2 separate regions of the Callithrix jacchus genome follow, and region 2 is linked to region 1. The links are chromatin contacts, called in public Hi-C maps. All regions are on one chromosome and are shown on one strand. Each heading gives the region's core, a stretch centred on a gene start, on an enhancer-like site or on the middle of the called end of the contact. The rest is flanking DNA. Distances are from core to core; before and after follow the strand shown.

The links. A called contact is a pair of places that touch in the nucleus more often than the background predicts.
Region 2: a contact with region 1 is called in a Hi-C map of skeletal muscle, with 6 times the contacts expected there. The contact joins the promoter of SPPL3 here to the promoter of ACADS in region 1. A contact is called at or near these places in 2 of 3 Hi-C or Micro-C datasets (both in skeletal muscle).

The regions. Positions count from the first base shown.
Region 1 is chr9:123,855,940-123,859,206 of calJac240_pri, reverse strand. It overlaps ACADS (acyl-CoA dehydrogenase short chain), which reads right to left and starts at 1,545. Exons shown (of 12, transcript XM_078337439.1): 1 at 1,434-1,545; 2 at 145-308.
Region 2 is chr9:124,045,871-124,049,137 of calJac240_pri, reverse strand. SPPL3 (signal peptide peptidase like 3) reads left to right here and starts at 1,780. Exons shown (of 11, transcript XM_035257843.3): 1 at 1,780-2,289. The coding sequence starts at 2,267.

The DNA.
Region 1 (3,267 bases), core at 296-2,795:
GGAAACTTCCAGAGCATTTTCTGGGTTCCAGGCTCTGCTCTGGGGTTCCTCTACTAGTCTGGGTGCCGCTGGCTGTCACTGTCACCACTTATCCAGGAGCAGAGGGCAGACCGCCATCATGGGCTGCTGAGGTTGCACTCTCACCTGAGCTGCTGGGAAGAGATGTTCCTTGTCTACCTGGGCTGCAATGGGAAACAATTCCTTCTCAGCAAAGTCCCGGCATGTCTGACGCAACATCTGGTGTGTCTCAGGCAGTTCCACAGACTGGTAAATGGTGTGTACCTGCCGCCAGTCCCTCGGATGGAGAGCTATCAGCAAGGGCAGAAGTCAGTGGAAGGAGAAAGCACGAGATCTCAAAGAATACTAGTGGCCCACTGACTCAGTGGTTCTCCACCAGGGAGTATTTTGCCCTCCAAGGGACATCTGGCAATGTCTGGAGACAATTTAAGTTGTCACAACTGGAGGAGGGGAATGCTATTGGTACCCAGTGGATAGGGATCAGGGATCCTGCTGAACATCCTACAAGGCACAGGACAACCCCCACAACAAAGAACTGTCCCCAAAGAACTCTTGGCCCAAAATGTCCACGGCTGCCACTGAAAACCCCGTATTAACTTAATGCTTAGTGTACTCACTAGACATTTCCATACACTCCATCCTTCAGTCCTCAGTATAATGCCAATAGTAATAAGACCTCAGCTCTGTGGCCTGAGGCAAGGGTTTTAAATTTCACCCAGCCTCCTTTACTATAACAAGCGGAGGACAATAGTATTCAGCTCCTAGGAGTGGGAAGATTAAAGAGAGACTAACTGGCACTTAGCACAGTTCTCAGTAAGGGTTCCCTTTCTAATTCAGGCCAGGCAAAGGAAGCCGGGGCCGTAAGTGGCACAGTTGCCACAGCTGGAGACACATAAAATAGGAAATGTACTGTATTAACCAGCAAGAACATTTATGGAGCACCTGTTACATGCCAGGCGCAAAGTGCTTTACACGACCCTGTGATTTAGTCCTCCCAACATCTCTGATTTTCCCTGTGGACATTTTAAACATAGGACAAATGAGTCTGAGAGGGCTGCCTTGCCCAAGGTCACAGATGCGGATCTGGTTCAATCCCAGGCCTGGCTCCAGAAGAAGGGCACACCCTGAACCTGCTGGGGGTGAAATGAGGGATGCAGTCGTAAGGAATGGGCTCTCGGCGGGGGTCAATGGAGGGGTAAGGGTCCGTGCAGGAGCCAGGGATCCCTGAAGGGCCGGGCTGGGCCGGCGCGAGCAGCAGCAGAACTGGGGCAAAGGCCGCGCGCGCGCTCCTGGAGGAGCGGGCAAAAGCCCGCGGAACTGGCCAGAGGCACGGGCCAAAGCCGGCGGTCAGGATCTCTGCCTGCTGGGCCAGGCGTGGGCCGCTGCCCCGCCGTGCGGAGCCCGAGCGCACTCACCTCTGCGAACAGGGCCAGAGGCCCGGGCGAGGAGTGCGGCGGCCATGGGCGACAGAAACGGCCCTGGCGTTCTCCTCCGTGACTCCCCGCAGCTAACGCGCGGTTCCGGACTGCAGGGGCGGGACTCGAGGCAGAGGCCTCGGGCTGAGGGGGAGGGGCCGAGGCGCGCTCGCGCCCCGGGGGCGGGGCCTCCAGTAGTCCCTCCCGAGGCGAAACACCCACGCTGCCTGCGCGAGCTGGCTGTTGGTGCCCTCATTCGTTAATCAAAATGCCAACAAAACAAAGCTAAGGGCAGAGCCTCTCAGAAAGGCCAGAAAGGTCTCTTTAAATAAGATGGCGATCTTCGGCTTAAAACTTTGTTGGCTTTGTCGGTGGGCCCACCTCCCGCCCACCTAAAATTTTAGGGCCCACCTAAAATCCAATTCTATGGCTTGAAAAGCCAAGACCTGCCCTATCTATCAGGGCCCATGTCCGCCGTTCCCTGGTTATTGTTGCTCAGCTTTATGAGGTAGCTCTTCTCTGAGACCCTTAGCTGGTTCGTGACTCGGGGCTTCTGTGATCACTGTTCCCCTTGTCTGGAATGCCCCTCTTCATTCGGATGTCGTGGAGGCCTACCCTGATCACACCAGGCCTCCCCCACCGGCTTCTTTTGTTCTGTTTATTAAAGGTACTTTGCATCTGAAATTATCTGCTACCCAACTTGCTCCAAGAAGCCTAAGGACTTTGTCTTGTGTTGGTGCTCAGTATTTAGGCCCCTGGAGTTGGGCTGCAAGGGAAGGAGCTTTCTTTTCCCCAGAGGCTAAGGTGGGTGGAACTGCTCTCTGTTCCACTTCAGTCCTGTCGACCTCACTCCCGGTTGGGGCAGAGCCAAACTTTTGACCCCTAGCATCTTCATTAGGGTGCCTTCACCTTCCCCAAGAAACTATGCTGATTTTACTTGTCCCATAAGGGTCTGGTCTTGCACAAATATGATTCTGACTCCTATAGCGCCTGGCACCACCCACACCCTCCCAGGAACCCACACATCCCTCCAACTGCCTTTCTTTCCTAACACTCAGCCAGGCAAGCATCTGTTCCCAGCATTGACCTATTTGCCAAAAATTGTCTCTTCCTCTTGGAGGAAAGTAGAAACCTCGGAGAGCCAGTTAAAAGGTACAGCAAAGTCCTTAACGTGTTACCTTTCATTTTAAATAATGCATTTAAAAGAAAGCCTCTAAATTCTCAGTACTTTAATGAATGGCTGTCATTGGCACATGCTCTGAGGGCTTCCTCACCTTTCAGTCATCCCACCTGGCACCAGCCCCGGGTGGAAGAAACCATGAAAAAGCAGGAGAAAAGAGAGAAATAAGTGAGTTGTGTTTGTGAGCAGAGGCCAGTAATAATTGCTTCAGGTGCCAAAGAGCATCTAAACCAGATTCTTATCTGAGAACTGTTTGTGACTATAAATATGAATGTAAAATTTCATTTTAAAAGCAACCAAGTTTTCCTATAGAGACAGAATCAGATAGTGGTTGCAAGAGGCTGAGGTGGGGGAAGGGACCTGGCTGCAAACACAAGGAACTCAGGAACCTTCCGAGTGGGTATGATGGAAATGTCCTATATCATGACTGTGATGGGGTAATAAGACTATTCATTTATCAAAATGCATCAATACTCTTAAGTGAGGTGAATTTTGCTGTAGTTCCAGTATTCCTTAATAAGCCTACCTTTATGGCTGGGCACAGTGGCTTCCACCTGTAATCCCAGCACTTTGGGATGCCAAGGGGGAAAGGATCAGGAGTTCAAGACCAGCCTGGCCAACATGGTGAAACCCTGTCTCTACTAAAAATATAAA
Region 2 (3,267 bases), core at 531-3,030, 190 kb before region 1:
CCCTTGGGAAACAGGCAAGCGGCAGATGCAAGGGCAATGGCCAGCTGATCCATTTGTAGATAGATCCAGGGTGCCGTGTTCCCTGCAAGCCTGGGCAGGCCCTGGGAAACTGGAGCATAGCTAAATTTTGGCCTAAAGTTGGGCAAGTGCAGAGAAGCTTGAGTATGTTGGTTTCAGGTGTGTGAGTTTCGCCTTCTGCAGAGAAACTGAGGGGTGAGGGATGGGGGTGGAGGGATGTCCAGGAGGGTTAGTGTGTTTGTTGCCCAGGCATGTTTCTAAATTCTGAAGCTGCACTAGTTAATCATTTTTATTCATGTACACAGTAGCTGGCAGGGAGGCTCAGCTGGGCCCTCCAGCTCTGGCTTCAGTGCATCTTTTCAGTGTCTTCTCCCAAAACTCCAGCACAAATCACCCATCCCACTCTTGATTCAAACCCAGCTGGAATTGGGCCTTGCCTCATGCCATTCTTTCTTCCTAGAATGCCTTTTAAAAATTTTTTTATTTTTATTTTTTGAGACAGAGTCTTGCTCTGTCACCCAGGCTGAAATGCAGTGGCACAATCTTGGCTCACTGCAACCTCTGCCTCTCGGGTTCAAGTGATTCTCCTGCCTCAGCCTCCCCAGTAGTTGGGATTACAGGCATGTGCCACCATTCCCAGCTAATTTTTGTATTTGTAATAGAGACGGGGTTTCACCATGTTGGTCAGGCTGGTCTCAAACTCCTGACCTCGTGATCCGACCCCCTCAGCCTCCCAAAGAGCTAGGATTACAGGCATGAGCCACCTTTTACAGGCCAAGAACACCTTTTCTTTGGTAAGCCTCTTATCCTTTCAGACGGCCTCATCCACTCCTGGGGAAGTATCCCCCAGTACCTGGGGCCTCCATTCGTCTCTCCCCACTCTTTCCCTCTAAGCCGAAGATTCACTCTGTTGGCCTCTGGTCTAGGTCTACTGTCTTTACTTCTGTGCCCGGAAACCTTTAGCTGGACGGTTTCTTTGAGCTTTCCCGGGATCTTTGCAAGGCCAGCTCTCTGTCATTCAATATCAACTCAAATGTCACCTCCCAAGCGAGGCCTTCTTTGACCACCCTATCTAAAGTAACCCACACCTCTACTCACTCTCTGTACCCTCACCTTGTGTATAAAACGTGTTTTTGTAAAAATTAACAGCATCTGAAATTATTTTATTTGGAGGCTTGGACTATCTCTCTTCTCTTGAATGTAAGCTCCAGGAAGGCAGAGTAAGTTGACACACGGTTGGCACCCAACAAATATCTGTTGATTGATTCAATGAAGGCAAGCGTTGGGTATTCGACTTGGCACCAGGCCTGAGAGCAATAAAGGTTGGCTGCCTGGAATATGTGCTACGTGAATAAATGAACCAAGGAACATAACGAAGGAGTGCAGCCCTCTCTCTGCCTGTTGACTGACAAGTTGACTGACATTTGAGGAGCCCGTGGCCGGCAGACTGTTGACTGACGGTTGACAGCTGAGTGGCAGCCACAGACGTGCATCGGCGTTCCCGATTGGCTGGTGCTGCAGCCCCTCGGAAAGGGGCATAAGAGGGTACCCGAGGCGACATCGCCGCGTGGGGAGGGGGGCGGCACCAGGCGGCGGGAGGCGGCCCGACAGCACCGGCCATGCAAGCCGCAGCCGCCTAAAACCCGGGAGCCAACGTCTCGGAGCAAGAGCCCGGCTCGAGGGGCGGGGCGCGCGTCACGTGAGCGTGTTTTGGGCACGTGACCCGCGCGGGCCCAAGGCTCGCCCCCGCCCCCGCCCCTCCTCCCCTCGGCGGGTGTGATCGAGCGGCCTCGCCTCATCGCCTAGCGCCCCCCTCAGCCGCCGCCGCCGCCTCCGCCCGCCGGCCATGTCCCCCGGCCGCCGCCGCCGCCCGAGCGCGGCGCTCCCGCGGCCCGACGCGCAGTGAGCGCGGGCCAGTCTTGCCGTTCGCCTGTCCCGGGGCCCCCTTGTTCTCGGCGCCGCCGCCGCCGCCGCCATGTTGGGTTTGGAGCCGCAGCGGAGCCGCCGCCGCCGCCGCGGGTGAGGGAGGCCGAGAGCGGAGCCCGCCCCGCCCCGGGGCCCAGGGAGCGGGGCCGCCTCGGAGCGCGGCCTCTACCCGCCAGCCGACTTCCCGGCCCGCCGCTCATCCAGCGAGCCAGCGAGCGAGCAGGCACCGAACCCCGGCCGCGCCTTCCGCTCCCGGCCCGAGCGAGCCCGCCGCCGCCGGGCCCGGCCACAGCCTGCAGCAGAGCCCACGAGAGGCAGCGCCATGGCGGAGCAGACCTACTCGTGGTGAGTGCGGGGCTCCGGGAGGCCGGGGCGCGGCGAGGGTGGGGGTCGCGGCGCCGGTGCGGCCCGCCGAGGGGAAGAGGAGGAGGAACAGGTGCGTGTCGGGGAGGGGGGGCTCGGGTTGGGGTGCACGCCCCCCTCTTCCCCACCGGAGGGGGCGGCTGGCGCGCGCGGAAGGCGGTGAGTGGCCAGGGACCCGGCGTCCGAGAAGGGGGATGGAGGAGGAGGCGGCGGCGGCGGCCGGCAGCGGCGGATGTCATCTGGCTATGGGCGGAGCAGGTGATGGAGAAGGGGAGCTTGACCCCGGGGATGGGAAGCCCACGGATGGGAAGTTGAATCCGACAGGCACCCCGGAACTGACTCGTGGGGTGGCTCCTGGACTGGAGGACTCGAAAGGGTGGAGAGAGGCAGAGGCAGGCCAGGGCAAAGGTGGGCCGCTGGGCCGAGAGGAAGCTCTGGCGAGAACAGGTGATAGAGGCAGAACTTCTGAGTTGGGAGAGTGGAGCAGTCGCCGCAGCTGCGGGGCCGCTGCTTGGCTCTGGGACGGGGAGCTCAGGGGGAGTTGGTGAGGTGGGCAGAGGCCCGGGAGTAAAGGGAGAAAAACTGCGGGGGGAGAGGGTCCGGGAACCTTGGAGGGGAGTCACGAGTGAAGAGGTTGGAAGGAGAGCCTTTTTGAAGAACCAGATTTTGGAAAAGGAATTCGTTGGTGACAGTGGGGCATGGGCAGAATCTTTGTGAGGGTCGCTACTATTGTTTTGAGAGGAATGGCGCCCAGGTCCAAGTGTGGAGGTGGAGGACCTGCAAGTGAAGTTCATTTCTGTGGGGCTTTTAAAGTTAGTAAGTAGCTCGTTAAAGACCAGAAGCGAGAAGCTACTGTGTAGTTTATGGGGTGACAACCTACATATCCCGAGAAGGGAGTGCCAGGGTTTGGGGGAAGGAACAAAAGAAGAGCATGCAGTGGTGGGATATTTGTAGGACGGG